6 separate regions of the Mus musculus genome follow, and regions 1, 2, 3, 4 and 5 are each linked to region 6. Evidence: chromatin contacts called from public HiCAR-type and HiChIP or PLAC-seq data. All regions are on one chromosome and are shown on one strand. Each heading gives the region's core, a stretch centred on a gene start, on an enhancer-like site or on the middle of the called end of the contact. The rest is flanking DNA. Distances are from core to core; before and after follow the strand shown. Region 1 has its middle 17 kb from the start of Gm31495. Region 2 has its middle 100 kb from the start of Gm31431. Region 3 has its middle 110 kb from the start of Mir125b-2. Region 4 has its middle 210 kb from the start of Mir125b-2. Region 5 has its middle 140 kb from the start of Mir125b-2. Region 6 has its middle 66 kb from the start of Gm31258.

The links. HiCAR-type assays count read pairs that join an accessible place to other places. HiChIP or PLAC-seq counts read pairs in DNA pulled down with a chosen protein or histone mark.
Region 1: a contact with region 6 is called in an H3K4me3 HiChIP or PLAC-seq map of embryonic forebrain, with 8 times the contacts expected there. The contact joins two enhancer-like sites. A contact is called at or near these places in 2 of 484 Hi-C or Micro-C datasets (the 3T3-L1 cell line and tail fibroblasts) and 5 of 115 datasets of contacts at active chromatin or transcription factors (embryonic basal ganglia, embryonic forebrain, embryonic hindbrain and 2 more).
Region 2: a contact with region 6 is called in a HiCAR-type map of astrocytes, with 4 times the contacts expected there. The contact joins two enhancer-like sites. A contact is called at or near these places in 3 of 484 Hi-C or Micro-C datasets (cerebral cortex, cortical neurons and epidermal suprabasal cells) and 4 of 115 datasets of contacts at active chromatin or transcription factors (astrocytes, embryonic forebrain, neural progenitor cells and 1 more).
Region 3: a contact with region 6 is called in an H3K4me3 HiChIP or PLAC-seq map of embryonic forebrain, with 4 times the contacts expected there. The contact joins two enhancer-like sites. A contact is called at or near these places in 2 of 484 Hi-C or Micro-C datasets (cerebellum and uterus) and 3 of 115 datasets of contacts at active chromatin or transcription factors (embryonic forebrain, forebrain and neural progenitor cells).
Region 4: a contact with region 6 is called in an H3K4me3 HiChIP or PLAC-seq map of embryonic forebrain, with 4 times the contacts expected there. The contact joins two enhancer-like sites. A contact is called at or near these places in 3 of 115 datasets of contacts at active chromatin or transcription factors (astrocytes, embryonic forebrain and forebrain).
Region 5: an H3K4me3 HiChIP or PLAC-seq map of embryonic forebrain shows a contact between it and region 6, with 5 times the contacts expected there. The contact joins two enhancer-like sites. A contact is called at or near these places in 1 of 484 Hi-C or Micro-C datasets (cortical neurons) and 3 of 115 datasets of contacts at active chromatin or transcription factors (astrocytes, embryonic forebrain and forebrain).

The regions. Positions count from the first base shown.
Region 1 is chr16:78,169,391-78,174,154 of GRCm38.p6, reverse strand. No RefSeq gene overlaps it. Among named protein-coding and RNA genes, the nearest start is that of Gm31495, 17 kb to the right of the region's middle. Within about 2 kb of position 3,069, at least 5 of the 459 cell types and tissues checked have an H3K27ac peak or open chromatin away from gene starts, as enhancers often do. A contact at or near this core is called in embryonic forebrain, where this site is marked.
Region 2 is chr16:77,985,678-77,990,490 of GRCm38.p6, reverse strand. No RefSeq gene overlaps it. Among named protein-coding and RNA genes, the nearest start is that of Gm31431, 100 kb to the left of the region's middle. Within about 2 kb of position 3,485, at least 32 of the 459 cell types and tissues checked have an H3K27ac peak or open chromatin away from gene starts, as enhancers often do. A contact at or near this core is called in astrocytes, cerebral cortex, cortical neurons and 2 more, where this site is marked.
Region 3 is chr16:77,758,679-77,762,964 of GRCm38.p6, reverse strand. No RefSeq gene overlaps it. Among named protein-coding and RNA genes, the nearest start is that of Mir125b-2, 110 kb to the right of the region's middle. Within about 2 kb of position 2,819, at least 57 of the 459 cell types and tissues checked have an H3K27ac peak or open chromatin away from gene starts, as enhancers often do. A contact at or near this core is called in cerebellum, embryonic forebrain, forebrain and 1 more, where this site is marked.
Region 4 is chr16:77,851,010-77,855,480 of GRCm38.p6, reverse strand. No RefSeq gene overlaps it. Among named protein-coding and RNA genes, the nearest start is that of Mir125b-2, 210 kb to the right of the region's middle. Within about 2 kb of position 2,995, at least 35 of the 459 cell types and tissues checked have an H3K27ac peak or open chromatin away from gene starts, as enhancers often do. A contact at or near this core is called in embryonic forebrain, where this site is marked.
Region 5 is chr16:77,785,329-77,790,085 of GRCm38.p6, reverse strand. No RefSeq gene overlaps it. Among named protein-coding and RNA genes, the nearest start is that of Mir125b-2, 140 kb to the right of the region's middle. Within about 2 kb of position 1,760, at least 73 of the 459 cell types and tissues checked have an H3K27ac peak or open chromatin away from gene starts, as enhancers often do. A contact at or near this core is called in cortical neurons, embryonic forebrain and forebrain, where this site is marked.
Region 6 is chr16:77,234,063-77,238,868 of GRCm38.p6, reverse strand. No RefSeq gene overlaps it. Among named protein-coding and RNA genes, the nearest start is that of Gm31258, 66 kb to the left of the region's middle. Within about 2 kb of position 1,763, at least 101 of the 459 cell types and tissues checked have an H3K27ac peak or open chromatin away from gene starts, as enhancers often do. A contact at or near this core is called in astrocytes, cerebellum, cerebral cortex and 6 more, where this site is marked.

The DNA of each region.
Region 1 (4,764 bases), core at 1,820-4,319, 930 kb before region 6:
TTTCAAAGTGAAGTGAGTATTGTCATAGAGAACATACAGTCCCATGGCTGTCTCACTGTTGAGCTAGTAATGTTTTGTGACTATGTAGATATGTGATGCTATATGTTGGAAAACAGAATTCAAATGGCCTCCACCACTCAGAAAAACAATCAAAACAAAAACAACAATAAGGATATGAAATAAGCAAGGGCAGTCTCAGCTTTCAGTCCCCTAAGCCATTACATGTTTTGTGATAAACCGTCTTTTTGTTGACTGTTGGAACTTCCAAACACAACAAATTCAAAAATCATTTGTTGGAGCTGGGGATCTTGATTCATATCCATTATCCCTGGACTCTTCATGTATCTAGGTCCAGCATAACTACATATCGACGGTTGTAGAGAGAAGACTCAGTTGCAAGAATGCTTGCCATGCAACAATTTAAGGCACAGGGTACAGATACCAGCGTCCATGTAGCAAGTAGGGCATTCTATGTACACCCATAACTCCAACTCAGAGGGAAGCAGATATATACATATGAGAATCTCTAGGGATTGCTGGCTTCTAGCCTCACTTGGAAACTTCAAGCTCTAGGTTCAGGGAAAGAGCCTGCCTTAAAAGGAGTGGGTGGAGAGTAATAGAGCAGAACACCAGGTACCCTCTAGTGTCCTCAACCCACATAAGCATGTGTATCCTTCCCACATGTGCATACATTTAGACACATATATGAACACATCAACAACAAATCCTTGAGAACATACTGACATATAGTCTTTTGGTACAGTTAATTATTCTTCTTTGATAATTTGACTCATGTGTACAATGACTTGATTGTTGTCATCTCTCATTACCTTTCTCAGCCCCTTTCTACTCCACACAGCCAGTAAAGCCCTCTCCCACTTTCATGTTTGTTGTTGTTATTGTTGTGGTTGTCGTGGGTAGTGGTGTGTATGTGTGTTTCCATCCCATTGAGTTTAACTAGGGCTACTTCCATGAGGTTTATTGAATGAATGAATGAATGAATGAATGAATGAATATGTCCCCATGCATGCCAGACTACTGAAAGGCCCGAGCTGCTAAGGCCCTGTGCAGGTGAACACAGCTGCTGTGATGTCATGAGTGCTTTGGCGTCCTCATGGTCAGAAGACAGCATTTTACTGGGCTCCTCCTCATCTTTTAGCTCTTAAGCTCCTTTTGCCACTTCTTCCACAGCAATTTCTGTATTTTAAAATGTGTTATAATCCAAACATTAAGGCAATTGCATATTCATAAATACAATTCCGCAAACCAGATTTATTTCCTGAATATGAGCTTTTAATCCCTTGCATTAATCACTTACTTTCTTTTTTATTTCATCCTTAAGTATATTTTAAAAGTTTCAAAATAGCAAACACTCTTTGATGGTAAGCATTAAGAAAATGCTAATTTCAAGTACAGTGAGGAAAATTATCAATAATATTTCCATGATGTTTGTAGAACATGATTTTAATATTTTCAACTGTTAATATTCAACAATATTTCCAACCATGAGACAACACTCCTGTGTTTCCTAGGCTGGCATTGAGTTTTCTGTGTTGTAAAAGATGATGTTGAACGTCTGAGCCTTTTGCCTCTACCTCCTTAGTGCTAGGATTAGAGGTATGTGCCACAATATATGATTTATATGGTGCTGGGAAGAAACCAGGGCTTCCTGCATGTTAGACAATCATAGTACTAACTTAGCCTTACATTAGATGATTTTAAAACCAATCTTCAAGTAATGGGTTTGATTATTCTGCATGGTAGATAATAATAAAAACAGGAAAACAGATCTGGGAGCTGTTAACAACTGTGTCACATTCTTGTTTCTTTAAGGGTATGTGTAGTACATTAGTGTGAAGCAGAGGTATTATTAAGGTATGGCAATTGTTTTTAGTCATTGAGAATGTAAAAGTATTATGAAGACTCTAATCCAGATATGAAAAGGGCTTTTTGGGTGCTTGTAAACTGAGCTCTTATGAACTGTAAATGCATCAGTGTGCTAGGTGATTGGGGCTCAACAGTCTAAACCCCAGTGGGATAGTAACTTGGGACTAGATTTATGAAATCAACAGTTGCCAGGTTTATCACTAAAAGGATGGTAAAAGCCTATGGAAGGATCCAGCTATTAGTCACATGACCTGATCTAGTGTGGAGATGAAAGCTTATTGGGATCTTATGGAAGCTTGCCTATACTTGTCTCCATTATAGATGAAGGAACTCTAACACTGCTACTCCCAGGAGTTTGGCATTAAAACCGAGGCACAGCAGCTCTCGCGTTTGCTGTCTTCAGATATTCAAGAATGCCTTCTAACACAGAAGGCAGAAGATGGAAGTCTATTCTCCCTCCAACATTCTCTATTCTGTTATTCTATTATTATTATTCTATTGTCCCTCCAACCCCCCTTTTTAAATCTCTTTTAGTTAAAGCTTAGTGCAGAGTGATGGAAAATAGTGTGTAACATGCTGCATTTATCATGTTCCAGTAATATACATATGTATATATATATTTATATATTCATTGTACATAGCACCATATTATAGCAGCCCTTTTCTTTCCTTTCATTATATACACATGCAAACACACAGTTGCCTTTTTGAGCTTGGCTGTAATAATCAGCTTACTTTACATATACATAGCAAACCATCATATTGTATGCATTAACTACATGCAAAAACCAGCAGACATTATACAGCTGAATTTCCTAATGTTTTACTCACCACAGTGTTACATTTTAATCTATTCTATTGTTTTCTCTCTGAGTACTCAGCTAGGCAGTGTTTACTAGCCCCATCTATAGATGAGGTTGTGTGACAAAATTCTGGCCAGAAATTGATTTAACTGAATATAAATGTGCATATGAAGCCAAAGATGTAAGTCAATATTAGCTAGAATTATGATGTAGAAAAAAAATCAATGGAGTATCTTTGTGTTAATAATAAAAGCTTTTCAGTCGGAACAAAGGCTCAGACTTCCAACTCCTTTCTGATATTCAAGCCAGCTAATCTTCAGTGAATCTCGGGATCAGACAAAAGCTTGTTTGTAGAGCGTTATTGGTATTCCAAGGTCTGTGGAAAATGACGAGGCATTCTGTGTGCATGCTGAATCTTAAAGTGAATGCTGTAATGTGTACCTATAACTAACCTATTATTTATTGTTTCCCCAAGGTTTCTGGACAAAACATCATTGTTTGCATTTAAAACAACTTGGCAGTAATAATCATTCCATGCAAACAGCAGGCTAACGAATACTTTCTAACTAATTAGGAGTGATTCTGTGCAAGGTCCCTGAGTTGCAAACAAGCAAGTCGCCTTTGGCTTTCGATTAGCTTCTCATCTCATGCACTCTGCATACAGTGTGTAGAAAAATTAGAAAAAGGACAAGTGAATAGGGATGGTAAAGGAAGAAGTTTGACAAGGGTGGTGGCTGTAGGTGATACAGATGGGAAATGTTTAGGGGATAAAATACATGTATAGCAGTGATGGACAAGTAGTCGAAGTGAGAGTTGATAATGAAAGGATTGCACGTTCTTTGGTGAGTGCACGGGACTGTGTATATTTTGAGACTACTTGACTCTGAAATAGCTTTCAGTAGTTTTTTATTTGTTATGTGCACAGATTTTAACTCAGAGGAGTGTTCTCAACGAGGCTATTATTATTATTATTATTTTTGAGACAGGGTTTCTCTGTGTAGTCCTGGCTGTCCTGGAACTCACTCTGTAGACCAGCCTGGCCTAGAACTCAGAAATTCACCTGCCCCTGCCTCCCAAGTGATGGGATTAAAGGCATGTGCCACCACACCCGGCGAGGCCATTATTAAAATGTGCTCATTTGACTCATCTGTGTCCTGTGCAGGAGACTGATGTATCTTGAAGAATGGCACTGACCATACCCACTACCCACTAAATCAAGTGTTGATTTCAATCAACTCTGACATGTCAAACACTTTTTTCTTTTGAATAAGGCAACCTATGCCTTCATACCTAATATGCAGTTATTAACCTTTCTTTAGATCTATTAGTAAAGCTGTCATAAACTGGCTACTGTCTTGACAGGAGAGCAGTATACCTTCTTTGTCTTTTCCAGGGTTATTTTGGCTTTCCATCTTCTGTAATAATCTAGCCTTTGTCCCTTAGAGTAGGTAACCTGAGGTCAACCTCATATTGCGTAAAGACAGTGCATCCTCAAATTATAGACTATTTCAGGAGAATTCTCCAAAGTTGATAATTTCTTCATTCCACAGAGCTTGCTTCTATCAAACAATTGCATTAGTTGAAGCATATAAACGGGGCAACCACATCAGAAGTAGTTTTGTTAATTAACTTAATATGAGTATATAACAAAATACTTGTTAGATTGGGTACTTTGTGGACTAAGAGAAGTATATTTACCTCACAGTTCTAGAGATTGAAGCACCTGGCCGAAGTTTGTGCTTGCTCTGGTGAGATGCTTGTGGCAAATGCTGTGATTGTGGCTGCTGGTTGGGGAGAGACTCATTGTACAGCAAGTGCAGCAGGAACTGGTATTCCACAGGGATTGAGCTAAGACTTTGCAAGTGTTGCCTCCTTAAGGGCTTCATGACTTTTCACTCTGCTCCACCACCTCTGAGCAGTTCTTCATACTATGCTGACATCAACCAAAAAGATGTCTACAGCATGATCGACTTACTTTGACATGGCACTGTAAGTATTTCTATAGACTTCTGCCATTGTTTTCAGGAAAGGTAGATGGCAGGATTTATATATCAATGTTATTTCATGGGCTTCA
Region 2 (4,813 bases), core at 2,236-4,735, 750 kb before region 6:
TGATCTCAAACTCAAGCCAATTATCTTGTCTCAACCTCCCAGAATTCTGAGACCGTAGGCAGTTCTCTTTATTATTTGTATGTTCCTATCCAAATATGAACGGCACTGCCTAAAATGCCAGCTTTGTGGCTTTCTCATTCACTTTGTATGTTTGTATGTTTATGGGCTCTTCATGAAGTTTTACTTTTTACTACTACCAAAGCCCCTCTCGAGTTTTGTACGTCAGAGAATCACAGGATAAAATCATCTTGCACAAGCATAGAGAGCTTTCTGTGTCAAGGCTTTTTCTAGGCTTCCCAAAGACACTACCTCCGCCAAGTAGGTAGACTGGAAGAACGCCAGTAAAGACACACCTTTAATTAAGAACACAGCTAACCAAGTGGGTTGGCTTGAACTCAGCTGTGTGTAATTGAGAAACCCTGCTCTCACAAAACTCATCTGGTTTCTGTTTCCAGGGAGTGTCATATACTAAAATTTTTGCTTATTTATGAACATATTCTGACTTTTAAACATTCAGATGGATAAAATTTACAGCTATTGCAAAAGCTGAAGTTTAAGCCAAGGTACTCAAGCCAATTTTCATGCAAGTACATCCTTTGGGTAAAGTTAGAATTTGGAGTAATTTCATCAGTTATGACAGACAGCTTTATAAGTCATAAATGGCAATACTGTTTAATTTCTATTTATTACCAGGTTAAATGAGGTAAAAGACATAGTCAAACCTAGGAAATTGGTGAAAGTATCAACTGACTGACTGTAATGTTAAGCTCTGCTGATATTTATTTTAAATATTTTATTTTTCCTTACACCCAGCAATCATGAGCATTTTAGGAGACAGTGTCGAATAATTAATACAAGCACAAAATGCTTAATGGCTACATCATCTAGCAAATGGTGATGTTCTGGAGATGTTAATTTTAAATGTCTTTGTTCACCCTGCAGAAGAATGCACTGGTTTCCGGGTATTTCATTTGTCCTTTGAATTTCAGCATCGGTGTGATGCCATACATTTACTAGCATGAGAAGAAGAGGGAGACAATCTATATCTTGGTCAAATAGTGTATTTTAAAAAGCACTCTGGATAGTTCATTTGTGTGTTTTTGTCTCCATGAGTGTCTGTGCAACATATGGGTGCAGTTCCACCACTGGCCAGAAGAGGGCATTGCATCCACTGAAACTGATGAACCATCTTGCGCATGTTTGCAATTGAGCTTGAACCCTCTGGATAATCAGACAGTGGTGTTGACCTTTAAGCCATCTCTCCAGTCTGTAACTTATTTTTCGTAAGACTCTCTTGTGGCTTTGGACTTAGTAGACACTCTCTTTTTATAGATCTTCGGTGACACCCACTGAGATGGGACTCCTACCCCACCTGACTACTTTCGTTTCCCTCATCATTTTTCCGTGAAAGTAAAGTTATGGCATTTCAGAAGAATTGGCAATTACTTTTTACAAACAGGAGTAAACTGAGGAAGGAGACAGCAGCTAAATGATAGTGCCGCTCAAATTCCTACTGTTGTTTGTAGGGTGTATTGCTTGCAATAATTCACACTCACTCTTAACTTCTTGGCCCAGGACATTTTATGACTTTGCTATACATCTGAAAAAAAATCTGCCCTCCCCCCCTTTTCTTGGCTCCTTCAAATATTTTTTTAATGGGACTTAAGGCTAACTTTTTAACATGTGACTTTTACCTTGATCTCATTCTTTAAGTACAGTTTTAGTTTGGTCACATAGTCTGAAGGTGGTAACATTTTATATAAAGACATCCAAACTGTTCTTTCCTTAAATGGAAGTATCTTTATTATTTGTTACAGATGCCTTCTTAGAGAAAGACTTAAAGACTTACCAGGATTTCTTTTGCAATCCAGAGAAGGTTTCACAGTGACCAAAGATAAAGAGTTAGGTTTTAGTAAACATACAAAATTATACTTAAAACAACAACAACAACAACAATGTCTCAAACAAAGTATCGTCCACTAGAGAGTCTGGTTATGATTCAGCCACCATTCCTTTCTTTCTCTTTTTGATAAATAGATTATCTTCCTTGTTTTCCTAAGGGCAAGATCACTGTTACCACTTTCGGGGACTTCTTGAAACTTAGTAATTTTTTTTTCCCTCAATTTCTCATCTTCTCTATATGTAAAAGCTTACTGTGAACTGAAGTTCAGGGTGTTTCACAATGTCTCCCTTCTTCTTTGTCACCTAGAACTATATTCTAGGAGACTTTATTATTACTGATATTTGGGGGAAAAATCTGCTTCTCTTCTGCTTCATCCCTTCCAAGGCTCTTTCTGAAGATGTGAATGCAATTTTACACTTATACAAAGCTTGCAAGAGAGAACGTGAAAGTTTAGCAGCAACAGCAAAGGCCCTGTGAACCGATCTAAGTTCATGAATCATAAAGTTAGATAGATTCTTTTATCTCACTCTCAAAGAAAATAAAGTCCTTATCATGGGAACTTTCTAGTCGCAGACCAGCAGAATGAATCTATTCATCCCTGATGCTGCGTTTTGTTGGTGTGTGGTTAAGTGTGGAGTCTCAGTGTAAAAAAATCCCAGTATACATGTGAATACTTGATAGATAATGACTGCACATTCCAAGGACAGACATAAAGTATGATTCCTTATAAACCTGTCACTCTGGATCATAATTAGTATAATTCCGTTTTGTTTTAGTTGCATGACATCATTTGGTTTTAAAACAAGCAACTTCATCATAAGAAAAAATGTTTAACCGTCAAGTCAGCAGAGCCCAAAGCAAATTTCCCATGTGTTAACATCAAGAAAATCTTGCATAGACAAGCATTATAGCAACTTCTGAAAGGAGGCTAGGATAACAGAGGCCAACTTCACTTTGATACAATCGGCACAAACGCCAGAAGCACTTGATACAAACATTGCAGCTAAAAGGAGACACTACAGTAAGATGTTTGCATTTCACTAAAGTCTTTAGCATGCTGGACCAGGTGGGACTATACAACATACATGTAGTATCCAAAAGGAGGTTAGGAACTGTAGGATCTCGATTTTTTTTTTTTTTTTTGGATTACTTTTCGATGTTTTTCATTTTTGAACAAGAAAGAGACAATGCGTTTCCGGGGAACTCCTCACACTCTGGGATGGCATTTAGTGTGGATCCTTAAGCATGCCGTCCCTCTCCCTGGACAAAGAAGCGTCTCTTTTAAAAGTGAAGGGCTGGCTTTTGCATCCAGACCGTCATATATTTTTCTCTGAGTACTGGTTTTGGGAATGGCTGTGTTCTTTCGGTTTCTCCCACACTTGGGGAATTTATCCTTAGGCAACTTCAGATGGATCCATGCTGGGCTTTTGACGATTGAGCTCTAGCTCAGAAAAGGAGGTTGAAAAAGAAAAAAAGAAAGAAAAAAAACCGATCTTTTTCATCACCCAATGAAAGTGCAAAGAGATATTTTTTGAAGAACAGGGTGTAATTAGCCTAAATGGAATTGGGCCAAATCTGCAGCATTAACAGGCTAAATGTGTCTCTAGCTCTTAGAGCATTCCAAAGATAGGCTCATTCTTGACTGTTATGGATAAAGACTGAAGCATCTACAGAAGTCTAAAATAAGAAAATGGGAAGCATGGAAAAAGAAAAAAAAAAAAACCAAAACAGCCTAGTCCTCGCACAAATCAAAGATGGTTACTAAAGCTTGCTATCCTTTCCCCAATCGAAAAAAAAAATCCACATGACTAACTTTTCTAAGAAGAGACTGCAATGCCCACCGGGAATGGGACAGATAATAAATGTAGCTGGCACTCTTGCCCAAGAGGAACTATTGTTCCATGTAAGGAATGAAAGCCAAACCCTTTCAAGAGTTAAAGAAAACCTAATTTAAGGACACATCTAAATTAGTTGCATAAAAGCAACTGAAATAAGAAAGGGGTTTAAAAATATCCGATGTGAATACTCAACGTGTCAGCTGACCCAATACAGTGCAAAACAACCCCCGTCCCCACCACTTCTCAAAGAAAGAAAGAAAAATCATGAAAGAGAAGAAGGAAAGGAAAGGAAGCCAGCACCACGCTTGCTCTGCTGAGCTCATCCTGACTTTTTGAGATACGTTTTTAAGTTCAACATGAAATTTTATGATTCTTCGAAGCTGAAATGATTTCTTTTTCTAGCTATTATTTCTGTTCCCAACTGCAGGCTATAACAGGTAGGATAAATGTGGTAAATGTACCTAAGAGTCTGGACCTGGACTGCTTTTGTTTTTTTGTTTTTTTTTTTTTTTGTTGTTTTTTGTTTGTTTGTTTGTTTTCAGTAGGAAGTCTCAAATAGTGCTGAATGAAAACATAACATCTGGAAGTTACTAAGATGACTGGAGGGGTGTTGTACAGATTTTTAAGAAAGCCTTTCTGTCCAGCAGTTTTGTTATACTAACCAAATGAAACATGACTAGGCCTAAATTATTATTATTTAGGACTGTTACGTCATTTAGGTGAGAAGACAATCTAAGTTTTGGAGATAAACTTCTATTGAATATGATCTTGGACTTCAGAGCTTTGATTTTGAGCACTGGACTCTCAGATTTTGCCCCATCATGATAGCCGATGCCTCAGTCTGTTCGTTTTACTCTTATCTAAAGCACTTATATTTGAACTGGAAAGATCTTCATGGTGACATGTTGCAAGGGTGGTCCCCATTTTGGCATGGCCCAGAAGAGAGACAACTCTAGACTGCGTGTGGAAACAATTGGAACTAGATCCCCAGTTTGAATGCCATTGGAAAAAATCACACAATGCTTTGAAAAAAATAGTGATAATGTTTCATTTGTTTTATGTCATAGATTTA
Region 3 (4,286 bases), core at 1,570-4,069, 520 kb before region 6:
TGGATATGGCCATCACTAGATGGTCCATCATTTCATCACAGCTCCAAATTTTGTCTCTGTAACTCCTTCCATGGGTGTTTTGTTCCCATTTCTAAGAAGGGGCAAAGTGTCCACACTTTGGTCTTCGTTCTTCTTGAGTTTCATGCGTTTAGCAAATTGTATCTTATATCTTGGGTATCCTAAGTTTCTGGGCTAATATCCATTTATCAGTGAGTACATATTGTGTGACCTGAGTCTCAGTGAAAATCTGCATCTTCAAAGTGCTTAGGAGAATGCTCCAAATTCTGGTGCTCTTAGAGCCAGGCCCCCTTATTCTTGTATAACTTAATACTCTTTAGATGGAAGTGAAGCCAATCTCTGCCTCTCCTTAAAGAGTCTAAGGCAAAAGAGGTTGTGAAAAGCATTGTCCGCTGCATTGTCCTAACTGTTTTGTGTGATGTAGTAAGCTCTCATCAGGAGGCATGGAGATCACCTGCAATGTCCAGATGGTTCCTCAGAATGGATGTTTTCAAAAGACCACTGCTAGGCATATGCTTGGGCTTAGAATGTTTAACTGTCACAATCTTTAATCATGTACCATTATATGAAATACTACCAGCTGAATGACTCGACAGAGTGTTTAGAGACTAGCTTTTCCACCAACAGTGGTTTTGCAACCATTAAAAATGTGACCCCTATGGTTTGAAGGCTTGGGTATTGGTGTGTGAGAAACGTGGGCAAATGGGAGCCAGGCTTGCGATTTCCACTGCAATAAAGGGGCACTGTGGATTGAGCAAGTCAGGATAGAGTAAGAGGGCAGGAGAGCAAGTGAAAGGAGGGCAGGAAGGAAGGAAAGATGGAGAGGTGGTGAGATGAGAGAGACAGAGACAAGACAGACACAGAGACAGACACAAAGAGATGAGACAGACATAGAGAAACAGAATAAACTAGGAAGGATGAGAAAAAGAGAAATTCTTGCTATGGAGTATCTTATGCTAAGCCTTCCAGTAATGAGGACAAAGATCATTCTAAAAATTGCTTGAGGGGCAGAAATTATTTCCTCATCTCATGTCATGGGAGTTTGTTGTTCTGTGCATGATAAGTGTGGAGGAAAGAAATCAGTCTGGAATGTGTGTAGTTGACCATCTTAAAGGCAATGAAATTATGAGGACATTTAAACAGCCCCCTTCTGTGAGGACATACCGACTCTATCACCAATAGCTGCGACAAGTGTCTGAACACTGAATTTCAGTATTCTCCCCTCTAGCTTCAGAGTAACTTCAAGGCTACAGTGAGAGGCAGAGGACTCATGTACAAGACCTATCACAATGCCAGAACCTCCGTAAACACTCAAAAAAAAAAAAAAAGCTATTCTGTGTTAGTGTCACGATCACTAAACGCAGTCTGCAGAGTGTGACCCAAAATCCTCCCGCAAGCATAAAAGACTTGCGTGTCTTCTCAATATGAAGTTGTCCTGGCTCAGATGTGTTTATGAGCAAGTGCTGGTGTGCAGACCATGCTAACACACATCTGAAGAAGATAGGCTTGATGGAACCCCTCTTGTCTGCTTCAGAGAGTGGGGATTCTATCTAAATAGAAACATACAAGGCCTCCTTGTGTTGGTTTTGATGGGGTCAGCCTCTTTGTTGTTGCTGAAGCTCTGGAAAGAGAGTAATGCATGGGGCTGTGCTGGCCAACTTGGCAGCCTGCATTTTCAGCCCACTTGGCTGTGCGTGATATTCTGTCTGAGTTTGGGAAGATCCGTCTGCTTTTGTGTTTTGTAGACAGGCTATGAGAAACAAAGTAATGAATTTGCCTTATACCACAGCCTGGAAAATAGGCCATGGCCTAAGAAAATAATGAGTGTTAAATGGCCTCCTTCCAGAGAGTTCCTGGCTAGAGACGGCAGGACAGGTTGAGACGCCTTCTGATGGATTTTGCACTAATTGTCTTCTTCCCCCAAAGAAGTTCTGCTTAAAATAAAAGGCAGGGAGTGTGTGGGGGAGGTGAGGATCTTTGTAGATAAAGGATGGGCTCTTTTTAAAGGAAGCAATAACATTATATAGATTTCCAGGCCACAGGCCAAATCTCAGGTCCTGAAGTATAACAGCAAACCAAGCAATTCTTCCCAGTGGCCACGAGGCAAGGAATGAAAGGGTTAATTGCAAATGCTCTACATTCAAGGCTAGCCTAAAACCTTTCCATGCTGCAAAGTCTCAAATGTCCATACCTTGTTCCTTGCATTGGGCTGTGTTTATCTGTGTAAATCCATTTATATGTGTCCCTCACAGGGACAGCCTGTTCCAAATTGCTTGGGTTGTACTCTGTGTTATTACCCTTTCAGCAAGGAAGCCTCCGGCATGAACCTGGGTAGGAATTGCTCCATGTGTTAGACTCGATCCAACTCTATGTAGACAATACATTTTCATTACCTTTCCCAATAATGGCATGTCTATTTAGCATGCTTTGCTGAGTTTTGTTGTTCTTTTCCGTTGCCATTGTTTGTTTGCTGTGTGTGTGTGTGTGTGTGTGTGTGTGTGTGTGTGTGTGTGTGTGTGTGTGTGTGTGTAGAATTAGAGGAATGGAAGGTGGTGGAATATCACCAATCTTGAGTAAACCTGAAAAGATGATTCAGCAGCTATGCCAAAACCATGCCTGGGCTGGCACACAGTTTCCGCTTCCCTTAACTCTTTAAGCACCTGTGTTGATCGTGATGGCGGTGGCTTCATTTCTGAATAATGATCTCAGAACCGCGTTGTGGCACAGTTCCTAGATGGGAGCCGTAATGATCCCAGCTCATTGCCTCCTTTTCTGTATTCTGCAACATTCTCTTCTAGCCTACTGTGTCTGGCAGCCCCACAATGAGGCCCCGGGTATGTCAGTGAGATGGATGATATCTGCAGTGTCTGCATCTCCAGGCTGACGATGAGCTCCTGCTGAATCTTACCTCGGGGATGCAAGCGTCTGGGCCATTGAATTAGAAAGGCAAACCTCCCCCTTCTGAGCAATGTCTTATTTTTCTCTCAGTACACAGAACAGTAATGGAAATAATAGCACGCATTAGAGATTTGATGGATCGCTCTCAGCGCTTTCATCCTCCATACAGCCGAGTGCGTGGAGCTTTCTTGTTTATTTTTTTTTTTCCTTTGTCTCGTTGCTTTGTTATTATTATTTTTTCAAAACAAAACCAAAGCAGCAACTATCAGTAAATATCACTATCAGTACAGGTAGCAATATTTTACATGGTTTCAACATACTTTTGCGTTATTTCATTAAGTGGAATTGCCTAAAATCATGTACAGGATATTTCTGAGTTAAGTATCAAAAGTAAAATATTTCACTTGTATTACTGTTTATGAATATTTTCTTGTCTCTAAATTTGATCTAGCATTTTTGTGTCACCCATTTTTTTCATACTTTTACCCATCCATTTAGGAGCTTCTTATTCCTTATTGGGAAAGAAGCCAGTTAATTTTGAGGAAGGCTGATTTCCCTTCTTTTGGATTATGCTACAGTGTGAAAGAAATTCTGAACAATGAACTAAGGTGCTACAGTGGGTCTTTAGTAAAGATTTGTTAAGAATCTCAGTATGGTACTGGTCACGTGGGGACATTTTGCAGAGGTCGCATGACAGAGGAGGAGAAGGAAAGAGTAAATAATGATATCTGTTATCTAGACAGAGCTCTGTGGACATATAGCTACGTCACTGGGGACGATACATAGAAAGGAATCATTTTGATGTTTGCTGGCCATGTCTTGTAGTTCTTGATAATTTGTAGGCAGGAAGACCATCATTGATAGTCATCTTGCACTTGGACTAGCAAATTATGCAGCCAAACTTGGAGGTGAAAAAATAGGATTCCTGGCTGGCATAATTCTCAATCTTGACCAAAGTGTAAGAGGAGAGATATCACAGCAGAAATCAGGATGTTGAAGTGAGCATTAGATATTATTCCACCTTTGCTACAAGAAGGGCTAGGCTGGAAACGGCTAGGGGAACTGATTTAGAATAAAAAGACTTATGAAGCCATCTCATCTCCCACCAACTTCTGCAATGCAATGTTTTTACTTAGGTCAATATGAGTGATAGATGCCTGATTTGACTTACAACTAAGACAATTACAATGTACTGTGGATTTGATCCAACTCATTCTGGGAAAACCGTGGAAGCTAAAGATTTGGGCTGACATGGAGGAATAAAAAGATAGGGCTCTTGTTTGGTGGATTAGATGGTGACAACAGATGCTGGAGAGGATGTGGAGAAAGAGGAATACTCCTCCATTGTTGGTGGAATTGCAAGCTTTTAC
Region 4 (4,471 bases), core at 1,746-4,245, 620 kb before region 6:
AGCAATGGGAGGAATGATTATAAAGCTGTTTCTAGGCTGTCTTCGTCAATATTCTTCTGTTGTGAAGAGGCACCATGACTAAGGCAACTCTTCTAAAAGAAAGCATTTAATTGATGCTCACTTTCTGCTTCAGTTTAGTCATTATCATCTTGGCAGGGAGTATGTTGCCAGGTCAGTAGGCATGATGCTGGAGATGTAGCTGAGAGTTCTATGTCTAGATCCACTGAAAGCAGGAAGAAAGAGCCACTGGGCCTGACTTGGGCTTTTGGAAGCTCATATCCCCACCTATAGTGACAAACTTCCTCCAGCAAGGATCTCCTAGTCCTTCTTAATTAGTGTCATGCCTGAAGATGAAGATGACTAAGCATTCAAATATATGAGCCTACCTATGGGGGCCATTCTTATTCAAGCCACCATATAGGCCTTTCTTTGAATTCTCACTTTCACAGATTAGGATCTTCTATGTGGGACAAACAGACCTGCTCTTGCACTTTCTTGAGAGGAGTTAAGGAGAAATTAAAATGGCCAGGTAGGTGGATTCACCACCAGCAAAATGGAGCCATGGGCCTATTCTCTGGGCGATAGAGCTGAGGCTGAGAAAGGAGAGGCAAGGATGATGAGATGTTATTGAAAACAGTGATGGACACATTCCGTTTGCTGCTGTGAGTCCTTGTCAGTGCTATGAAGAAGAAAATGGCCAGAGGTTATAGCTCCCGTTTAGAAAGACCAAATTTATTGTAGGAGCCCAACTGATGGTATGAAGTTAATTCTTTATGCATTGTAAACACATTCCCCAGTGGTCTTTACTTCCTTGTTTATTTTCTAGGAAATTTCTGTGGAAGAATTCAAATGCTGAGAATTGGAATTTTTATCTAGGATTTGGTGCATTAGGTTCACTGTCCAGGTTCTTTGACCTCATATCCTCACCAGAAGGCATTTCGACTTAAACGTAAACCTATGAGCAGAGTGCTCTATCTCCACTGTTGTTATGCCATTTCAAACTAAGAAAGATAGGGACACGGTGGCCTGAGTCACAGAACATGTGGAACTCTAGAGATAAAGAGGATAGAAGATGGGCAATGATCTGTTTTCTGGATAGCTATCAAGAAATGGACCCGTTTCCCAGATACTTGTCTTGAGAAATACACAGCAGTCTATGGTTCTGAGAAATTCTGTTTTAATACATTCATCATAGGCTCTTGTGGAGTGGTAAGCTTTCAATCTAATGATTCCTGGTAAATTTTGTCAAACTGTCAATGCTTGCTCTCCTTTCGTAGCCCTCGAACATTTTATTTATTTCTCATATTTTCTTTTCTTTGCCTTTTTCTTATAATTAATAACCAAAGTTCAAGACTTTTGTTCACTCCACCCAACCATCTGATAACCTCTTTCCTTACCTGCTTTTCTCTCTGAACTATCATAATTGTTTGACGATCTGTCTGTCTGTTTCTGTGTCTCTGTCTCTCTCTCTCTGTGTCTCTCTTTGTCTCTGTGTGTCTCTGTCTCCATATCTCTCTCTCATTTTTTTTATCTGTTAAAGACTCTCTTGTCATGTATCTGTGTGCAATTGGCCATCACTTTTCCTTAAACAGCTCTCAGGAATATGCTAAATTATCTCTTTTCATGCCTTCAAGTAAACTTCAACATATATTTTAGCCTATTTAACAGTCTTATTTCTGAATATTATTTTCAGGATACGCATGTCAGACTATTTTTTTAAATTTTAGCCTTCATGAATAATGTCATTGTTGGTTTTTAAAGACATTGATACTGGAGAGTGATTTTTGATATTCATATTTTGATGCATTTTTGTTTAATATTACACCTTCATACTAGACTTCAACATTAAATGTCAGTTAAGGATGTATTCTTTTAGAGGAAGTCATAAACTCTAGATGAACCAATGCAGATTCTTATTCTGAATTATCAGTTATTGTCTGGTAGCTTAACATGTATATATCTGTGCAAAGTGCATATGGTATGGCTTTCTCTTATACATGGTAACATTTAATATGTTCTTTTGAGTAAAGTGCATTTATAAAAAGAAAAAGTTAATGATACATGTTATCAATGTACTTTGTTGAAATATGATGGATCTCATTGCAAAGAATGGGTCATGTGTTTTGAGAGAATTGTTATCTGATTATAAGGAGAGCTAACACTACAACATATTTACTAGCTTATATTACATAACATATCGTTTAACTTATATTTGAGATGTAACCCTAGTAACTGATTGACATGTGAGAACAAAGTATCTTGGAGACTTCTACTCATTTCAGAAGGACTCCTGAAAGAAGGTGTCCTTAAAGAACCCAAAGTATTAATAAACCACTTTCTGCTTGGATTAAAAAAAAAAAAACTTAGAAGAAAACGACCTCTTTCAAAGTCATCATATTGCCAGGATTCATGGTAGACAATATCTACTCAACAAATCCCATGAAAAATGTATTTATTTATTTATTTTTGTACAGAAGAAAGCTCTTGCTTTTCTTTTTTCTTTTCATTTTTCTCTTTTCTTCCCTTTTCTTTTCTTTTCTTTTCTTTTTTCTTTCTCTTTTCTTTTCTTTCTCTTCTCTTCTCTTCTCTTCTCTTCTCTTCTTTCTTTCTTTCTTTTTTTTGTGGATTGATAACTCCATCCAGAAAGGGCATTTGTACATGATGGAAAAGAAACATTCTATAGCCAGCTTTGTGGCTGTCTTCAAAACCTTCCACCATCTGAATAACCCCTGAGGTTAAATAGCTGGTAGACATCTGGAGGGAGAAGTAAGAGAAATGAGATCATCAAGGAACGATATTGTGCTTACAACATGTGGCGAAATGAGTGTCTCTTCGCCATCTGTTATTTGTGTGTGTATTTTATTATGTAAATGTTCGTACACACTGCATTCTAAACAAAGGAACATTACTTCCACTTTGCTGGTGCTGCCAAGCTTGCGTATGTGTCCTGGAAAAAGAAAGTGGCAGACAGAGAATTCGGGGTTCATCTGGCCACTTGTGTCCTTTTCCTTTCACCAAGATGGTGAGAGACTCTATGTGGGTTTGATTCCTTTTCTACATCCTGTTAACAAATACAAAGCTTGGCTGGGAATGGAAAACAGTGTCTTGATTACTACAGCTCTGGTCTCAAGCTTCTTTTGCTGGCATCTGCAGGGAGAAAGATGCTAGATGCTAGGATGCCCTGGGATGGTTCCAATGTACACTAGTGATAAATCTAGGCTAGAAAATGAATTTGGACAAAGAAAACAGTCTCTGTGCAATTTCTGCTCATCTGTTTAATTCCTGGCACATATACTCTGGGTCATGGGAAGGTTCTGGTGTACTGCTGTCAGTGTCCCCCTAAACAAGAGGAGTGTGTGTGTGTGTGTGTGTGTGTGTGCATGTTTTGGGGGAATAAAAGTGAGGAGATTTGGGTGACACATATTCTCGTTTAAATTTTCATAAAATTACCAATTTAAATTGAAATGTAATTATCCTAACTGGCATCTTTTTGGCAGCAACATAAAAAAAAATCCTCTGGCTTTACTGTACCAAGCAAAAGCCCCGAGGAGTCCTGACACTGGCCTTTAATCAAAAGCTGAAAAGACACAAAAGCTTTCGGATAATCTATGCCAAGCTATCTTGGACAGCATGGAATTGCCTGGAGCACCCTTCTGGTGGCATTTAAAACACCTGGTGCCCTTAGAAAAAAAAGTACATCTGTGTCTGCGATTTCTCCTTCTGTAATTCCCTTAAATCCTTCTATCGCAACCCATTCTCCTATCTTTTTAAAAGCAAGGATTCGTCAATGGCAGTAAAATAAAGCAGTTTTATTTACCGAGAGAATGGTACTTGTCACTGGCTACGCCTGGAGGTGTCAGACACGGGTGGCCATCTGCACAAACTTCCTCACTGTTTATTTCGTGGGGTTTAATATAATTAAACTATCATTGTGCTCATTGATTCAGTTCAAATTTTAATTTGATAATTGGGGGAAAGGTGTGCATTTGAAATGGAGGCAATTAATTGACACTTTAAATGCACTTGAACAGAAATAATTTAAGTTACACTGTACTTAGTGGTGACTTACACTGTCATGTTTATGCGGATTCTTCCATTTAGCTTGTATCATTACTGGGTAGAGGTAAATAATGTTTCTCACTCTAAATCCCATTGACACTAGTAGTCTAATTCTGAAATTTGGATTTTTTTTCCTGCCTAAAATAATCCCATTCATTTTGTAGTGATTGGCTCTTCTAAAATTCAGACGTTTTAACTCCGAACAACAATCTAATCATTCATAACTAACCTAACACATATGCAAACTAATTATGCAGATTGTCGCATAATTTTGTAAATAGACAGTCTGATTCCCCTTCTAGCAAACACCTTGCATAAAGAAATAATGAGAATAACAAAGATGCAGATTTCCAATTTATAGTAGCAGCTCTACTTGATTTGAATAAAGAAAGAAAAACAACTGGTTATGACT
Region 5 (4,757 bases), core at 511-3,010, 550 kb before region 6:
GTGGGATTTAAGGCTAAGTGTCTTAATTTTAGGAAAATTATCAAGGAAAGATTTTATGCAAGGAAAGCTTGCTACTGATACAAATATTTTCATTGAATCCATTTTCATCTGCTTAGAAGCCCAACCAGATTGCTTTCTTCCCATTTGTTTTTTGGTTCCCCCTACCCCACCCCCATGATCCATTTTGCTGCTCTTTGCAGCCTGGTACTGCGGTGCTGTGCTAGCATAGGGAGACTAGGGAGGAGACGTGACCAGACACAAAGGTGATAAAGGCTTGTCTCATTTCAATGTTCAGCCAGAGTGGAATGCAAATAGCAAGCAGTGCATGACAAGAAGTAAATTAGATCTTTAAAACCCTTCTTTTAATAATCACAGATGATCCTGACACCGCGGGCAAGGCTTTTCTACGAATATAGGATTTTTTTTTTTAGCTCAACAAAATCACCTTAAAAGCCAGATAAGAGACAATATGACTTTGTTCCTTCCCTGTAAGAGCGTTTCATCCATTTTACATGGCTTTGTGAACACACACGCACACACACACACACACACCTGTACTTACCTATGTTTTTCTGAGAGTTTCTTTTGATTTTATTATTGAATTGTACACCATCATAAGAAATTGTATTTATCTCTCTCCTCTCATAAGACAGTGGGCTGGGTGGAAATTCAAAAGAAAAGAAGAAATTGATTTGTTTTCTGGGTAACCATAAATGGCCTGGAGCCAAAACTATAGACATGTCATCCATGCAAGTGAGGGGAAAAGCAGAAAGCCTTAGAGGCAGGAGAATATGATCACAGGGCACCCAGAATTGAATGATTAGTTCTGCCTTTTTGAATTAAATATAGGAAAGGTAAAATACAGGATAGGAAAAAACCAATGGAAGGAATTGTCAGATTTAATATAAAGAGACAAAATTCCTTGAAAACAGAAAAAAATGCCAAACGCTTTCATATGCAAACATCTAGACTGACAATTAGACAGTAGAACACCTGCATCCAATTAGACAAATAGCACAGTTTGCGGAAGAGGTACACACTACTCTGGAGAATCTCCTGCGAACTAGCTTATCGATAAACAGAGGCATCTGTGATGTTATTAGCACAGGCTTTAGAATCAGGAAACCTTGGCTTGAAGTTTCTCTTAACAGTGATGTGACCTTGGACTGGTCAACTAACAGCTCTGAATGCCAGTTTTCATCTTAATGGTACTATAGGGGGAAAATCAGTAGTACTGGAAGTGGGGTAGTTTGCCATCTATCCTATAGCAGCGTCTACGTAATAACTGCAGAGAGGTAAATGTGTTTATCCTTAATCATAAACTACAGCATATTTATAAGATAAAGAATCCATTTCTCTTCAAAGAGCCCACATCTTCTGACTTCTGTATCGAATGATATTTAATAGTTTCTAATACTTCTGAGATGGCGTTAGCATCTGACCCCTGTGTTCAGTAGCTTTGTGAGCTAAGGGAGCGCGAGCAGCGCATTATATACTAAAAGAACAGGAAAGACACAAAGCAAGTTCTGATTTCATTCGCCGAGTGCTCTCCTTTAACAAAACAGGTGTCTGACCCTAGGAACGCAGGGTTATTACGGAACAGATCCTAAAACTGAGGAGGCGCTCAGTCGGATGAGGTGTTTCTCCAGTATTTGCCTCACAGAGCAGATTTCTTTGTCTCCTGCCACCACGTGCATGCTGAGCCTGTCAGCAGCAGCAGAGGGAGATTTGTGATGTGAATCTCAGGTTTGATGTTGTTTACTGTTGAGTATATTCAAGTGGCATTGCCTTCTCTGCTCTTCTCCCGTACAGGCGGTTCCGAGGGCTGAAAGCATCCCTGTCCAAATGAAATCTTTTTATTTTTTTTCTCCCCCTTTTGCTTTGTTCTCTTCTGTCTGCTTCAGACACATGGCCACCTGGCATATGCTGTGTGTTCTCTATGCAGAAACTGCCAGCCAGCTAGCAAACAAAGCGCGCGGACACGCATGGGCAGAGCAGAGCGGAGGGCTGGGAATTCAGTCAATCCACTGGTCATTGGGTCAGACATTCAGGTCAAACGGTTTCTTTGACTGAGCCAACTGTAGGAACAGTAGATCCTGTCATGTATAGACACAGAAAAGGAAGTGTTACGATTTACACGTTTCTCTTCAATGCCCTGCATCACCCAAAGAGAATTCCCTGCAGTCTTTGATATTTTAAAAATTCAAATTAGATACTCATTGGCTTAAGCCATCCAATTACTTTTGAATTTACAGAGGAAACAGAGGAGAAAAAAAAGGATTAAAATAGTTGTTTTAAATCTCATCACTTTAGAAATTACAATGATCTCTTAAAAGCCATGGCTATCTGCATGTAACAGGTAATGCTCAAGGTTAGGGTTTCAAGAGGCAATTTCTCTTTAGATCTCAATAACAATTATTAGAAGAAGAAAAAAAATTTAGAAAAAAAGGGAATTGGTAGAATAATAAGGCATCTTTACAACGGTTTCTCTCTCTCTCTCCCTCTCTCTCTCTCTCTCTCTCTCTCTCCTGTCTATATTTGTATTATATTTTCCTGGGCATTACTGTGTGTGGAATAGTTTATTTTCTACAAAGAATAAAACTAATAATAAACATAAAATTTCAGGGTTTTTTTCCCCTTAATTTATATTTTATTCACCGAAGGATACATTTTTTGTTTTTTAACATCAATGCAAAATTGTTGCTATTTTTGCTAGGAATGCTTTGTCCTCAAACATGGTGACACCTCAATATGTCCAGTCTAAAGCAATGCATGGAATAGTGATGAGAAGACAACAGTGATTCAAGCTGTTTCCTTTCCGAGTCTGGAGTCGTGAAACAGCAGCAACAACAGAACAGGAAGGTGCACTGAGCAATGCTTTAGCCTTCAAAGGGCACATTGTGCACACTTGATTTGCAAGCAAGCTTCATTAGGTAAGACACACCCGACACATCTAACATGGCAACAAACAAGAAAGTCTAACTGGGACTACAGTCTTATCAGCTAGGAACCAGCGTTGTAGGGCAAACCAATGCAACCCACACCAAGTGCGCCATACCAGTGTGGTTGGGTGATTGGGTTTCGAATGGGCAATGAAGCTTCCGTTTTCACGAAATCAATCTTTCCTGTGTGGAAAAGCAAATTAATGATACAGATAAAAGAATAAAAGTTCCCTCAAACGGTAGGCTCATTTCTTTGAATCTGCTTTGCCTTCTCTCTGGCTTGTAATCCTGGCTTCTCTAACCAGGTATCAAATTATTGGATTGTGCTGTCTACAATGTTATATAATCAGAACTGGGTTGATTCATGGTGAGTTTGTAAAAATTACTCTTTTATTCTGAGCTCATATCTCTTGATCTTAGATTTATGGGGATGCCAATGGCTTCATCTATATCTTCCTCCTCTCTCTCATTCTCCACAACCCCCCCCCCAACGTCATCCAAGTAGCATCTACTTAACCTTTATTGTACCCGCCCATTTCAATGGAAAAGAAAGTACATGAAATCCCATTGTTTTCCTTAGCTGATTTTTCTGCTTAATTTACTTTGTCGCCTATTCCATATTTTATTTCATACAGATTAAAAATGCATTTATACTCCCCAGAATATTTAAACTCTTTATCAATATCATCTCAAGATAATGATTCTGCTTTGTTATGGTTAATTTTCTTATACCCATTCTTTTAAAAATTAAAAAATATATATTCTTGGAGAATTTTAAACATGAATACAATGCAGTTTGATCATAGCCAAACCTACTCCCTCCTTCCAACTTGCTCCTAGGATCCTTCCCAACATATTCCTAACTTCATATTTTCCCATTCTTTTGTTTTATTGTGTTGGTAACAAACAAATGGGACAGCCCATACGTACATGGATGTGGGATCATCCACCAGAGTATAAGCAGACTACTAAAAAATAACTCTTACCGGGTGGTGGTGGCGCACGCCTTTAATCCCAGAACTTGGGAGGCAGAGGCAGGCGGATTTCTGAGTTCGAGGCCAGCCTGGTCTACAGAATGAGTTCCAGGACAGCCAGGGCTATACAGAGAAACCCTGTCTCAAAAAAAACAAAAAACCAAAACAAAACAAAAAACAAAAACAAACCAAACCAAAACCAACACAAACAAAAAACAAACAAACAAAATAACCTCTTTCCCAGCAAACATAAATTGCCAATAGTTATTTGGGGCATAGCGTTTTGAGAGTTCCATGTCATGCTAGAGTCTTTAAGTGACTTGACTTTGTACAGATCTTGTGTAAATAAACACATTTGATGTGAGTTCATGCATGTAACAGTCATGTCATGTCTAGGAGATGGCATGTTGTGGCACTTGTTACCGCACTATTTGGTGACATGATCCTGGGAGAGCAGAGCCTAAAAGTGAGGCAGATTAAGTTTCCATGCAATAGCCGTCTTTATTCAGAGTGCCAGAGAATTTACATCCTGAGAATACTCGGAGGGTCAAGCAAAGTCCCATGAGGAAAGTTCACATAAGCTTAGGCTGTATCTAGTCACCTGTGCTTGGAAATATTTTTGAACTACAAAAGTAAGCAGCAATGGGCAAGCTGTCTGAAGCAAACCCACTCCTATTTACGACGCTTGGAAGAAACACAAAAGCACCTTCCAAGAACAAATTCTTGTTTAGCAGGAACAGCAGTTCCAAGAATCTTGTCTTGTTTTCTCAGAGTTTGTTCACAATATCTCAGAATTCTACTCACAGAACTCCATTCACGGACTACTGTGTTCCAATTCTCC
Region 6 (4,806 bases), core at 514-3,013:
GTTGCAGAATTTTGGCTGACAAGGTTGTGCAGATGTTATTCCTTAAGGGGGACAACTGTGACTGTCCATGTGAGTAATGGCTGTGAGGCGGCTAGCAGCCAAAAGTTCTCTTATACCAGAATGTAGAAACCATTTTCCTACTGAGAGAGGGCCCCCAGTAGGATAATATATTATTACACATGATTCAAATTACAGGATCTGCAGCAGGGGAGCTCATGACTGATTCAGGACAGTCGCCCCCTGAATACAGATGACGGGATGACGGAATGCCTCATGAATTAAAAGGGCCATGGGCTTCTTGTCTAAACCCTTCGTGTGGCTATGCCTATCATTGTGCTCGCTAAGCTTCTTTTAAAAAACCGTGCACAGTTATGACACCTTTGTTGGTGTATTTTAAAATTCCATGTCTTTGAATAATTATATCCAAAGCATTCCTTTAATAGAAAATAGACAATGGACTTTGGCTATCAGTTCTAGACAACCACATGCTTTTCATGGCAACAACGCATGGAATATATGAATTAAGAGAAATCACACTAAAGTCTGTCCCAGTTTCAGTCTTTGGGCATCTGTAAAGCAAATAGAAATCTTCTCAGACCACATGTTTCAGACTTTTTAAGCCATCTATCGAACAAAGTGTGTTATCCTGACCAACAAAACACAAATGTGCGAGACAACATTGTACTTCCAAATGTCTTTCCGTAGATAAATGAATTCCTTCGTGACTATGATTTCATTTGCTCAACTCTGGTTATATAATGATCCCATAAATTCACTGGAGGTATTGAACTATAAATGGAGAGCAGGCATTTTCAGAGAAACATTAAAGCAGCTGTTACATATTATGCCTCCTGAGAAACAAATGTCCCTGTCATATTCTGAAATAATATGTAAGCTGTTCCCTGCACTTCTTTTCAAGCTGGTTCTTGTATTCAGTATTTCTAGTAAATGGATGCAAATCAGGTGCATTGTGCTGCGATGGGAAGGGAGAGATTTGTTCAGAAATGACCTCAGTTCTATTCATTAATAAGATGACATGTTGGCTGAGAGCAGTGAAGGACAGAATAAAACAAGAGAGAACTTTCCTCCATTTGACAGATGTACATAGAGCTTTTTCTTGGAGAAAGCACTGTATGTAAAATGGCCACTACAACATAAAATCTAAAAACGTGAAAGGGACCTCCAAGATGCAGATTGCTTGGAAAAAAAATCACAACGTCCATGGCAGCATACCCCCCCCCCATTCCCTATTACATTGTACAGCAACTTGGAGAAAACACGTATTTCATTGAGAGGGGGCATCTAATAAACAAAAGTTTGGGATTTTTTTTCTGAGAGTTTTTTTTTTTCTTTTTAAGAAGGAGAAGATAATATATGCAAGACCCAACCAAGCAAAATAGCATTGTACTTAGAACCACTTCTGTTACTGCAGACATCAGTTGGAGACTGGGTAAGAGCTACCAGGAAGAATGTAGCCACATTTTCACATAGCGATTTAAATTATGCCACCAGAATAATTAATGGAAGGACTAATCTGGGGGAGGGGAGGGTAATAGGAAAAGGGGGAAGGCTATGTTAAACAAAGTTCATTACTGCATGATGTAAATGAGTTTCTCACCAATGATGTCACTGATTGGCTGAGCTGCAGGACTGGCTTCGAGCATGGCCGGATTGGCTGCTAGCTCTTCTGGTGCCTGCCTGCTTGGGCAGCGGTTGAATCAGATACTTTCTGTCTCTCTTGTTGTCGTTTGAAGCAAATCTTGTTCAGCCCAGCTGTGTCTCCATAGTAGTGGCACCCTAAGAGAGGCTCGCCCTCCTGCTTCCCACAGCTCTTCTGTGAGGCCGTCGTTGCTGTGTGAATACCAGCCCTTGGCACGAAGCCCAGACAGCGTTCTCAGATCCGTCTATAACACACACATACAAAAAAGAAAAATAAAAGCAGGTCTTTCATCTGAATTGCATCCTAAGGAGGATTAAGGCTTCTATTGCTACTGATTTGTGTTCTTTCAATTTGATGGTTAAAATCGTTTTTGAAACACAGTATCTTCTCATCTGCAGCAGAATACTATTGGTTAAAATTGGATAAAAAAAAAAGATGAGGGAATCCCCCTTTTCCCATGTTTACCTTGATTACAGAAACATACTTCTTCATTTTCTTCCTAATCACCATAACTGATGCTTTTGGTCCCCTACTAGAATTTTAAACTCTCAGCAGATTTCTAATTACAGCCGAGTCATTATTTTCAGGTTAAGACATGGGATCTTAATTAGCATTCTTTTTTTTTTAGCTATGCGAAATGAGACAGGGCATGAAGCAGAGATGATCTATGGAGAGGGAGAGAGGGAGAGGGGGAGAGAGAGAGAGAGGAAGGACAGAGAGAGAGAGAGAGAGAGAGAGAGAGAGAGAGAGAGAGAGAGAGAGAGAGAGAATCTGTATAGCTTTTACAGTTGAGCTGATACCCCCTCTAAGCTCTCCCTCCACCACCACCTCCACCACCCCCCTTGCAAAATAATGCAGTCATATGAACTTTACCAGACAATGGAGTACCTACAGGCTCTCCCCTAGACAAGTCCTTTATAACAAGCCAGTGCTATGTGCTGCAGACAGTAGCCAATCGGCAGGCTCCTTTCTGCAGCAGGGACACAATAGGTGCATTGGCCACACTGTCCTCCTAGACCCTGACAGCAGTTCAGGTTCATTTATTGTACACTGGAAGGCACATATGTCTTTAATATTCACTGTGAAATTATCAGTGTGGCTGTCTTCATTCCACTGTGATTACACCAATCTAATTACTGCGCAAAAGCTGCAGGGGCACCGCTTGCACTGAGTGACGCATAGGCATGTATGCAGAAAGAATATGCACGAACATGCTTGCTTACTTCAGGAATAAAAATCCACCGATTATTTCCTTCCCAAAGCTTAATGCTTCCTCCACAACACTTGGGTGAATATAGACATCATTTTCTGCTTCAAAGGAAAAGTATGTGGTGTGTGTGTGTGTGTGTGTGTGTGTGTGTGTGTGTGTGTGTGTGTTGTGTGTGCATGATTTAAACATTAGTCTAGTTATTTATTGGTGTGAGCTGTGGAGGTAGAATCTAGTCAGCAAATAAAAGGTAATTAAGGACCTAAAGACTTCCTCTGTATCACTAAGCATCAGAGTAAGAAGCTAAATAATGTACATGTCTCTCCACGGTTAGGCTTAGATGTTCATTTATTTGCAGTTCAATTGTCGTGGGCATCTGCCTAAGCTCCATTTGCGCATTTCCATATCACGGAACTAGGGTATATCTTGCAGCACTAATTTGACTGCTTAAAAAATTAAATATTCTGTGAGTATACAAAATCAGTATACTATAGCCTGGTCTCTGGGCAAACTGCTATTATTTCTGTGCACGTTATATTTACATATTCATAAACAGAATGGCAGTATGACCAGTGAGTGATTCTACGACAGAGGAAGAAAAGACAGGATCCAGCTTACAGAAGTGTTCACTGGTTGAGGATACTGGCAGAAAGATATTTTCCTACATTTCGTGCTTATTTTACTTTGTTTTCCCAGTAAGAATGATAACTGAAATACTATTTTTTCAGGTAGTATTTCACCAATGTTTACCTGAATTGATTGGAGTGTTTGCTTTTCTGCTGATAGTTCTGTATTTGAGTATGGAATTCATCATTAGAGTGGGTGTTCAAAAAACACAGTACTTCATTTATACCCACATGAATAATGTACTATTTATTATACATAGTGGAGAACAGACCATGCCGCGTTCCATTAATATTTATTTTATGATCCTCTTTTGTAATATTTGGAAACTTTCTATGAAATATGGAATTAAGTAGCTTTTGGAATATTGGATTTTAATATAGCATTTACTAAGTGCTAGAATTATCTTAAAAGAAAAGCATGGGTCTTCCTATTTATACTTCCCAAAATGCAGTTAGCATAAGAAGGAAGGAGAAACTCAAAGACTAATAAGACTGAGAGATCAAAAGGCTCAAGCATAAACAACACTGATAATACAAGAAAATATAACATTTTATCTCTGAACTGGTATGTGCATGCTTTGAAGTAATAAGGCCTGAAAGCAAAGGTATAAATTTGTTATTTGCTAGGTAGGTTGAAGACAAAAGAAAAAAAAATTAGGTACCTTCTTGCATTTGTCTTGATGATTTTCCTATTAAAATAGAGTTTCCCTAAATATTTGAAAAAATTCTGTGAATTAATATATAAAAATTAAGTTCAATTATATAATCTTAACCCTATTTATCTTGGTCCTGCTCTTATACACACATAAGCATATACCTGCCTGTATGCATTCACATACATGTACACATTGACATATACACATACATATAACACATATATGTACAGCTATGGCTGGTTTTATTTTTCAAGACCATATAGTTCATCTGCCTACTCATTTCAATTGTTTGATCTGATAATGCATTAAGGAAAGTAAAGGAAGTCATAATTGCTAATAATTTTATGTACAAATATAGATAATCAAAAAATTTCAATTGCGGTAATGCAAAGAATATATTTGGGGATTTAGGGAGTGTGTGTGTGTGTGTTTGTGTGTGTGTGTGTGTGTGTGTGTGTAAAGAAATTAACTATATATATTTTTAAACAAGACTAGGTGATTTTCCAAACTTGACCAGCTTAAATTAATGAGTATTTATAGCTTTGTGAATATCATAAAAAGGGAATTATGCATATCATGAGGTGTAAAGTTAGGCAAGTTTAGAGCAATCTTGTTTGTGTTACAAAATATATGTGAATTCAGAATTACTCTTCCCAA